Linked DNA regions of Anas platyrhynchos: region 2 is linked to region 1. Evidence: chromatin contacts called from public Hi-C data. All regions are on one chromosome and are shown on one strand. Each heading gives the region's core, a stretch centred on a gene start, on an enhancer-like site or on the middle of the called end of the contact. The rest is flanking DNA. Distances are from core to core; before and after follow the strand shown. Region 1 overlaps AFG2A (AFG2 AAA ATPase homolog A). Region 2 overlaps AFG2A (AFG2 AAA ATPase homolog A).

What was found. A called contact is a pair of places that touch in the nucleus more often than the background predicts.
Region 2: a Hi-C map of small yellow follicle shows a contact between it and region 1, with 2.1 times the contacts expected there. The contact joins two enhancer-like sites. A contact is called at or near these places in 2 of 8 Hi-C or Micro-C datasets (skeletal muscle and small yellow follicle).

What each region holds. Positions count from the first base shown.
Region 1 is chr4:46,098,652-46,103,568 of IASCAAS_PekinDuck_T2T, reverse strand. All of the region lies in intron 15 of AFG2A (AFG2 AAA ATPase homolog A), which reads left to right. Among named protein-coding and RNA genes, the nearest start is that of SPRY1, 42 kb to the right of the region's middle. Within about 2 kb of position 1,373, at least 2 of the 8 cell types and tissues checked have an H3K27ac peak or open chromatin away from gene starts, as enhancers often do. A contact at or near this core is called in small yellow follicle, where this site is marked.
Region 2 is chr4:46,165,216-46,170,569 of IASCAAS_PekinDuck_T2T, reverse strand. All of the region lies in intron 14 of AFG2A (AFG2 AAA ATPase homolog A), which reads left to right. Among named protein-coding and RNA genes, the nearest start is that of NUDT6, 100 kb to the left of the region's middle. Within about 2 kb of position 3,634, at least 2 of the 8 cell types and tissues checked have an H3K27ac peak or open chromatin away from gene starts, as enhancers often do. A contact at or near this core is called in small yellow follicle, where this site is marked.

The sequences.
Region 1 (4,917 bases), core at 124-2,623:
TCTTGTGAATTTCATAATTCATTTGACACATCATATTCAGTAAGAGGTAAACTGTATTTCAAAGCCTGAAACAGTGCTGGTGTTCAGATTTATCATTGAAATCTGTTGTTACACAAGGCTCGGAAGGCATTCAGCATTGTATGTGGCAGCATCTGTGGGCCACCGACGTAACAGGAGAAACACTTGTGTCGTGATGCCTGCCTAGTTCCACATACAGCCAGGTGCTGGGACTGGTCTTCCCTGTAGAGAGACTTTCGGAGAGATTGCCAGCCAGTTTTACTCGAGAGAAGCCTAAGCAGAGGGCTGCAATGACAAAGATGATGATCCAGTCCTCTTCTTATACATGAGGTATTTTAGTTCAGAGTTGTGGTTTTGAGACCTTTGTGTTATGAGCTATCATCACCTAAAAGAACTGAGGATAATTTTCTAGTCTGTTTGCCTTATTTCTTCTCATTTACTAAGTTGGACTATTTTTGCAATGTGCAGACTCAAAATCAGGACTTATGTTCACAATACTGTTGTAAATTGCATTATTGTAAATTGAGTCTTTGGCAGGACACACATCTGTTTCAGCACCTGGCTCCTGTGGGATGTTCCCAGTAAGTTCCCTATCAAAACCAGTGTAGCTTGGGCTGGTGCTGGTTTCACTGCCATTTTGACACCATGTCATTGAAAGAGAGACTTGGACAACATAGCAAGGAAGCTTTGAAAGTTGATAAATTAAAAAATAAAATAAAATAGTTTAAGGGGGGGGGGGGGGAGGGGAGAAAGCAGACGTACCATGCTTTAAACAAGGAGTCTGTTTTAATAAAGCAGAGAGTACTGAAGAAATTCACATGGATTAAAGCAAAACAAAAACAATGAGACAGAAAATAAGGAAAAAAGTAACATGGATAATATGGGAGAAGCTGAGGGATTATCAGAACCAAGCATGCATCTTTCAGGAAATTGTAATCAATCTAAAGAAACATTCATAGCAAAGAAAATGGCTGGAAATTCAGAATGAACATGAATAAATAAATAAATGAGGAGGGGGTGGAAGAGTAATGCAGCAGTTGAGCCTACAAAAAAGTGCTTAACACTGCTGTCTGTACGAAGGTAAGTAAAGAGAGCAAGTTAAGGTAGATGCCAGGGCCAGTGACAGCACCGGGGACTAGAGGAGCCCCTCTGCTCATCTCGCGGTGCTGGGGCTCCCGAGGCTTTTTCTGCCGAGCCAGTGCAGATCCTTGCTATATCCCCTGGTGAGCGTCGCTCGTGCTGTGGTTTCTCAAGGTGAACAAAACGACGTTGTTGGTGTTAAAATGATAAACCTAGTCCAGTCCTAGTCCAGTCAGGATCCGCACAGAACAGGTTGTTCCCTGCAAGTCGGAACAACGCTGATAACATTTGGCAGGAATAGCAAATATGCATTAATATTTGCACTACGATAACAGAGGGATTCTATTTTGAGGCTTATATTTGATAGTAATAATTCATCCTTGTTTCTGATATGATTCCTGAAAGAAAGTATCTCCCTCCTGCCGTGAAGGGGTTTTCTCGAAAGTCTCCCCTTTTTACAACGGAGCTTTTAGTCACTTTATTTTTACCATTGAAAAGCCAGCAGTTTTATTGTACTAATGCTTAGCCTGCCAGGACTTTTTAGCACCAGATTTTTTTCATTTGAAAATAGTGAGGGTTTTTTGTTGTTTGCTTCTTCTTAATTCATATACAGCATTTAAGGAAAGCTTAATTAATCCCAGCATGCAGGGAGAGGAAACAGTGTTTCAGCAATTGAGAATATAATTAGCTACATTTATACAGAAGTGATTGTATTTCCTAAATCCTTTTATTATTATTATTATTTATTTTTTCTTTATGAGTTTGGGACTAGGGATGGAGGGCAGGCACAGGCTCTGTGAAAAAACAGGGGTAATAAAAAATACTTTCATGAAAAAAAAAGAAGTCTGACGAGCTATCTCTATTCTTCTGCAGAGCTGAAAAACTGTTCTTACTCTTAAAACTCTTTGACAGAGGTGGAGTTTAAACTTAGGCTGAGGAAGTTTGCAAAGATTGGAAAAGCCACACGAGCTGAATCCTGTTCTCAAGGTGTAAACATAGGATGATAGGGCTGGTATTGGGTATGAAGGCCAGACTTTTTACTGTTTTTTATTAAAATATTTTGTTACTTCTGCTGCAAATTAGCATTGGTTTGAACATTTTCTCTCTTAAGTATTGTTCAGTCTTCCTCATTAAAAAAACATTTCCTCAATAATAATAGATTCCATATGTAGATGTACTATGTAAAATGATACATATTAATGTAAGTAATCATATATGGAAATGTTTTTTTGCTTTTCACCAAGTAATGACTCTTTGCATTTCAGCCTTCTGTCCCCCAAACAAGCAGAACAACAAGTAAACCTGTTGAAGGGAAATTGTTTCAAATAATTTTCCAGATACCACATTTTCTCAGTTCAGATGGAGCTGGCGAAGGAGCTGGCCAGTAGAGATCGACCAGTCTTCTTCCAAGAACAACTTGACTCTTTCGGCAGCGTGGTCAGTACCACGCATCCATGTGTGCCTGACAACTAACTTACTGAGAGGCCTCAGTTCAGGAAAGCTGTTACCCATGTGCTTGGCTTAAGAAGTGAGGGCAAGTCCCTTCTGGTTCAGAAACCTTTGCACTGACTGGGAGTAAATGGGCTCCTAAGTGTGCTTACAGCTGAGCATTTGCTGAAGTGTTTTGCTGAACAGCCCTGTTGTGGTGAGACAGAAAGACTTTATAGTGCCTCGCACATCGTCTCAGAAACATATGGGGAAAGTATTTCTTGAAAAGAAGGAAAACAAAATCCTTTCCTTTTTAAAGGTTTACTACAGTATTCCAAAATTCTCCTGTAGAAATAACACTCACCCTCAAATTCATACAAAAAAAAGAGCTCAAAAAGCAGAGTTCCTTTATGAAATCTATTTTTTCATCTTTTGTGCATGATTGTGAGAAAAGGAATATGGTCATGTGTTTTGGTTAAACCTTATAGCACAATGCAGTCAAGCAGTCTGGCAGATGAGATGTTCTCCAGCTCTCCTGTAGCAGATGAGCTTCTGGCTTCTGTGTGGTGGATGGCGTGGGGAGAGCAACAGGCGCTCTTCACTGCTGACAGCTGCATGTGCAGCAACACTTAAAAGATTATCAGGACTGTTTCCCAAACCAAAAGAGATACACCAGATTTTAATTCAACCCAAAGGTGGATGATGATGATAATTTAAAAAAAATAATAATAATCCTGAATTAACCGAAGTAGTATAGGCCATTGCTCTCTCATTACTTACATAGAAAAAAAAAAAAAGCAGTTAAGATTGTAGGTTTCTTGTCATTTATTTATTTTATTATTTATTTATTTATTTATTTTTACCTTAGGAGAAGATTTCAGAATGTTTTGGCTTGAAAAGGTTTTAAGTATTTCAATTCAAAATTACTTTTTCAAGATTTCCTTTCAATTCTGCTGCTAAGCATATTGTGTGAGGTTGAATTCGAACTGTTGTTTATTTGCTTTTGGATTAAATGACATATTCTGCTAGAGAAATATTCAGTTTTCTGTTCAGCAGAAAATCTTTGCAATTCTGCTTTTGGATGAACCTGAAATGAGAGGGGGTTTGGTTTTCTGAAATGGGAAGATAAAAAAAAAAAAAAAAAAAGCTACTTCAGCAGATGTTGATAAATGGCACTTTTACTTCAGCATGAGCATCAATTTTCAGTCTTTACGTACTACACTTCTTCATTGTTCTTTCATTAAGAACATGGAGACGACTGAGTAGCACAAATACTTTCACGTTTATTTCTATTTCTGCACAGTACTTTTGAGGGAGAACTCAACTCTTGGAAGATAACGCTTTCTCAGGTGGAAATAGTAAAGTTGTAGGAAATAGGTGTTAGAGACTCTATAGAGGAATATTTAGTTGATCTGTATCTTAAAACGTACTCTGTTTTGAAAACGTATTTAAATGATTGTATGATTATACATAGTTGTGGGTGACTAATCTAGTCTATTGCTGCAGGTCATGGGAATAGTCATAAAAAGTATTTATTCTGAACATGAACCCGGATGCATGCTTTCCCTGCATGTTTCCCATATGTTCCACAAGTAAACAGTAAATCAGATAGAGAGGAATTGAGGAAAGAGACGCAGTGGGTGAGTGAGGAGTCTGCAGCACTGGAGCTGCAGCCTGACGTGGTTGGAAGTTGTAACTTGTTTCTCTGAGAAGAAAAGAAAAGAAGGAATTAATCTAAGTGGAACAAACGTGCTTCACAGACATAGAAACCCACAAAAAAAAAAAAAAATAATTAAAATCTTTATCAGAAAAGGATTGATGGGGAGGTGCAGAGAAAACCGGCAGTCTCTGTGCCATTTGCTCACGGGTACTTAGTGCTGCAGCAGGGGCTGGCACTTCTCTGCAGACTTCAGCCTTCATTGTCGTCTCCTGAAACCAAAGCATTTAGGGAATTGCTGGCTCAGTTTGACACCTCCCTGTTCCTGTCTCTATCGACCTTTCCCGGTTGTACCCCCCCAGGGTATATCCGCCTGCTGTGATGTCCTGTCGGAGAGGTGCTTTGGTCCTCACTGCCTCTGTCAGGAAACCTGAGCCTCTTTGCTGACTTGTCCTGGGGAGACAGGAAGAGGGCAGATGAGCTCTGTGGGATATGGTTAGCGGTCTGACCTGTGAGGAAAGCAAAAATGCATTTTCTAATATAGTTCAGGAGCACTTGAGAACTGCTGAGTTACAAATGTAGTACACCAGCTGTAGGAGTGGAAGGGTGGTAGTTGTGTTTGGCGGAAGAAACCATGTTTTGCCATTGTCACTTTAATACACATGAAAAGCTTCAATCTCTACTTTTTTTTTTTTTTCCCTCATGATGTTTATCAGTGTTATCTGGCTTACCTT
Region 2 (5,354 bases), core at 2,385-4,884, 65 kb before region 1:
CAGATGAAAAACATGACAAACCTACTCTGCAGTTACTGTAGAATAATGGAATTTAGGTTTTCAGTGTGCATTTTACTATCATCGTTGTATTTTGCTCATTTTGTTAGATCCTAAAACAAGCTAGATTCTTACCAGCACAAGTATCAGCAAGTTTCTTGCTGCAAGAAAATCACTGTCCTCATTTTGGCATGACAAAATTAACACCAATTAAAAGGTAGGAGTGAGGTCGGACTACCGTTGTGTAGTAAGCACCCTTAAATTATGAGCAGCCAAATGCATTATCATAGGCACGCTTTTTAAGGGAGAGGTATTTGTTCAGCTATGGGGAACTTATCTATAAGAAACTGAAAATTATGTGATTGAATTGTAAATAACCATTCTTCCTTTCCTGCTCCAAATATTTTAGTTGTACTTTTCTTCTTCATTGTCCTGCCAGTTCCAGTCCTGTAGCCTGTAACGGAGCATAGCAGTTCGAGAGGATGGGTACATTTTTGCTCCATTCCTTTGTGTTGTGACTTCTAATAAATGTCAGGCAAACTGCAGCTGTGGCTGAGATTAGTAGTGGTATCTCTGGATTTTTTTTCAGTATTTAATAACCAAAGTAAATCTAAAATGTTTTGTGTGTACTGAAACTACTTAAGCTAATTGAATTAATCCTAACTCTGCCTGGGAGAAGGAAGCAAGGAAGAAGCTCTTAAAGCTTTGCTGGATCAGCTGTATTTGTATTTCAGAAGTTGCTACAACTAAGGGAACCAAACAAAACAGGTCTGTTCTTAACTGTACACTGGTTTGGAAAAGGTAATTTGCATTACCTTCCTCCTTCAGACGACGAGGCCAATCCAAAACTTAGAGACACTCAGGATGTTTATTCTTCACGTTCGAACTCTAGATTGCATGGATTTTGCTTGTCTTTAGACAGTGTAAGAGGTAGAGCTGTCTCTTTACTCAGCCCCCTGTGGTTAACAGAGAGTGAAACTGTGCCAGCAGCAGGGAGGAGGGAAGGCAATCTAATGACTAACTATTTATTGCACTTGATTGTCACCCGGGCTCTGATGTGCCCATTTCCTTGTGTCTGAAATCAGGTCTCTGCAGCTGATGTTCTAGCTACTCCATCTGCAAAAGGATAATGTGTTCCTTAAATGAAATTTTTTACAAGTATTTTATAGCAGTTGGAGAAAACCCTTCCTCCAGAAATAAACACAGGAATTTACTGCTGAAACCACGCTGTTGCTGAAGAGGATGGGACATAATTGGTGCCTCCTGGGACAGGATTTAAATTACTTGTTATGCTTAACGAAACACACTCATGTTTTCTAACACTTATTTTTCCTTTTTTGAACACTACCGCAGTTTAATATGTTCTAAGTCACCGAGTCCCATTGTCTTCTCATTTTCTTCTACTCTTTCATTGTCTCCCTCTTTCCCTTTCTCCTCTCGCTGCTCCCCTCACATGCTCCTTGTAGTTAACATGTGGCAACTGGCCAGATCCCAGGTAACAGAGGCTTGTGTCTGGTGCTTTACTCAAACACTTGAGGAATTAGCAAGTGGATGATGCTCAGGTCATATGGAAAGTATTGCTTTTTTTATTTTATTTTAACATCAGATGGTTTTTGTCTCCTAAAACCAGATAAAATAAATTAGATGATGATTTCATTAATTGGAAATAATAGCCTCTTCCTACCTGCCATTATGTGGGAATACTTTAGGGGAAAAGCCATGTACGATGTCAATGCTTTATTTGGCTGACAGTAATGAGGGAATCCATGAGCTTAGCAACAGTACATCTAAAACCAAGTCTTTCAATATAAGCCATATTAATAGATGCACAGAAATCAATTCCATTTTAGATGTCCAAATTTCCTAACTATTCACTTTTGCAAATTTAGTTCTCACATGCAGAGAATTAATAAACATTCTCTCATTCATTTCCAGTTTGGTCAAAGTTTTTTGTTTCATTTTTGTGCTTGTTTTTTTGTACTAAAAGGGAATGCCCTTGGGAAATACCCCCAAAGACTATGTTCACAAAGAACAGTGATAATAAAATTCCCATATGAGATGGGAACTGATTGATGGCAAGGTAAGTTCATAAACACTGGTCCCAGAGTATGGACTGCTTGACTTTTCTAAAGGTCTGCTTGCTTTTCCCTGTGCCCTTGGAAACTTTGCTGGGGTTCCAACTCCAAATCCACGCCTGGTTTCACTCCAGCATGTACCAACGTATGGTGTTGTGTACTTGTGGAAGTTTTAGAGAGATTGCAGGTGTTCCTTATGAGGGACAAGCTCCTGCAGCCTTGACTGTCAGGCAGCTGTTGTGTGACTATGTTCATGGGACCTTCTTTTACAAAAATAAATCTAAGTAGCAGAAAAGATACAAACAACTAGTGGGAGGCTTGTGAGTGGATGTAAGGAGGGTACCTACAGATGTACATGGTACTCTCCCTCAGAATATTTGAGGGAATTGCAGTTTCTGTGATGGCTAAAGTCCATTAACAGGTGAAACAGTGAGCAGCTGTGGTAAGGTAGATAAAATGCATCTGCTCAAAACCATATGGGAAACTAAAAGCAACCTAGGAATTAGATCCGAGTTTCTTTAAGTCCAGTTACCCATTTTGCTCGGCTACTCTTTTATGCCTTTTTCCCCCTCATTGATTTTTTTTTTTGTTTTTTAAAGTGAGCTATAGAACAGGGCTCTAGTGAATTGAGCAGCAACTCATTTCCTTTGCGATCGCCAGGAAATACACTGAGCAATTAAGGATGGCTGGATGGGAAAAGGTCTTTCATTTCACTGAGATACAAAGGTTCCCAGGCCTTCCTGGCTTTTCAGCAGCCTACCAGGTGGTCTGACTTGGAGCTCAGTTCCCTGTCTTCCTACGTCCAGCGTAGCAGCAAACTTGAGGAAATGGGAATGAAGGCCTGAAGGATTTTTTAAAAATGTTTCATCACTTAACACTTCTTTCGCAATTCTCAGTTTCTGTTTCCTGTCTGCTTCTGTGTTATCTAGATGAAGAACAGAGAAAAGCATTGCCACCAACAGCACATAGCTGATGCATGGAGTATTCCGTATTAAGAAGTATCTCGTAGCAATCCTTGCACTCTCAATGCATGTAAGGATTAGTAAGTACAATGGAAGTTTTAAAGGAGGCAAAGGGAAGAATCCACGTGTATTGCACAGAGATGCTTAATAGCTGTTTGTCTTTCAAATGTTGACCTAAAAATGTAGCATGTCCCCAGCAATGCAAGCTCCACTTGGCAGCAAGCTGCAGCTTGTTGCAATGCAGCATGCCCACTAGTGCAAAATGAGACTATTAATATTTCGTGTGGAAACATGACTTTTGGCTTGAAACTGATAAGAGATCTACGAGATAAAAACAACTAAAAACTCCAGCAAGTCCTAACAAAATGCTTTTTAAATAATGCAGACTGAATAAATATTGTTCTTTATTGAAAACCTGTTCACTATTAGCGGCTATCTTTTGCCATTTACTTCTGTAATATCTGAATAGCAATGCCAATGGGATTTATTAGGAGAAAAACAAAAGTTTTTTATTCCCAAAAGAATTAGGATCTCTTGAGTCATTGCTGATTTATCAGTCCTGAAAGAAACTGGATATAGACATATTCCTATCTGCAGACATTCGTATCTAAAACATAGTTTGACTTGAACTTCTGGTTCCTTTCCTCCAGTGTGGAGAACTCACTATCTCTTTTAAAAGAGACCTCAAGGTCATAACAGCTGGTAAATGTATTGAACTGTTTTATTCATTTCTTGATAGTGCTATGGATTTATTTATTGTTCCTTTGTGTGTGTGCACGCGTGGGTGGATTATCTCAGTTTTGTCTCTCCTTCTTGTTTCCCTTCCTTATTTTACTGTTCACGCTGTGGCAGTGCCTTCACCATGGTTTTGAACTCTGATGTTCATAGCCAAATAATGCTATTCTAAATTTTAAATATTTTCTGACCAGTAACATAGCTTCTGGGTCCTTTACCTCCACAGCTTTAAGTGCCCTGTGATCTATTTGTGAGAGCAATCACAGGATTAAGGCAAGCAAGAAGTGCTCAGCTGGGCTTTGCCCCTTCCTGGTTCTGTAAGTTTTGTTAGTCAACACATCTCCAGCCTCCAAAGGGAGAAAGCTGACTTAAGTGTCTCAACAAAGCGATGTGGGAATTAATTAATTGCATATACAAATTGTTTTAGGAATGCAAAGAATGTTTTGGCAAGATTGTCAGGTGGTGTAAATTGGTACAGCTCAGCTGAATGGAGCAGCAGCTCAATATACATGGCACATGTTTTGATATATGTTGTTACAGTTCTCCTTTTGCTTTGAACTGTTGGGTATGTCATCATCGACTGGCATTTTCATGCTTGAGATATGTAATTGTTTGAGAGAAATATATCTGATTATTTTTTTTTAGCTCTGTAAAATGCACAGGAACAATTTCTAGAGTATCTCACTGTCACAGTACGTACCAAGATTCACAGTTTGCCTCCACTGGTATTGGCATCTAAGAGGATTTTCTTTCTAAAAGGGAGGAGTACGGCACTTACCTGTAATTGTAGAAGCCTTGTATTCATTCGAAAAGATCCCAGCTCCTCATAAAGAATGCTGTCCTGTTATCTGTGGGGACAATCTGTCAGCCTTCACAAATGACAGCAGGGAATTTCGAATGCGGTTCCCAGGATGCCTCCGCAGCCTGGAACATCAGAATGCTGTGCTGGGGGAGCTCTGCTAGAGTTTTTGGCCTAGAAAAATGTTTATATATGTTAATTTGCAGTATAGGTTTGCAGAATATAATCTGGTATACTATGATATTACTCTTCAGTTGCAGCAAAGAGCAGGAAAATAGGAAAAATATGTGATCCCCTACAGTTATTGCGGAGGCTTGATAGCATAGGCACAGATAAAGCTGTACTCCCAGAGTTGTGTTAATGTCATTGGAACACCTGATTTTTGTATAATCTCATATTTTAGAGAGCAAAAGAGACAGAGGGCTCTATATACATGTGCACATAATAAATGTCAGTCTGGTTTATTCTTTTAGAATTAATGTATGTGGAATGAGAGCTTCTGTGAAAAACATTAGCCTGGGTGAATATTCTTGCCAGTACAGCATTTGCATGATTGATGAATGATGTCTTGGTCATGGAAGCCCTTGAGGAACAGAGTACAAATAGCCTTTTTTTTTTTTTTTTTAATACTTTTTCAGAGATTTTACAGGTAAATCGTTGAATTAAGTGGAATTTTAAAAATGTTGTCTTTTGACCACAGTGGTAAAGGGTGCTACATTTCCTTCTCATGAGTTCCTGTTTGGGACAGACAAAGCAGATGTTTGGCTTGGAAGCAGGCTTTATTTG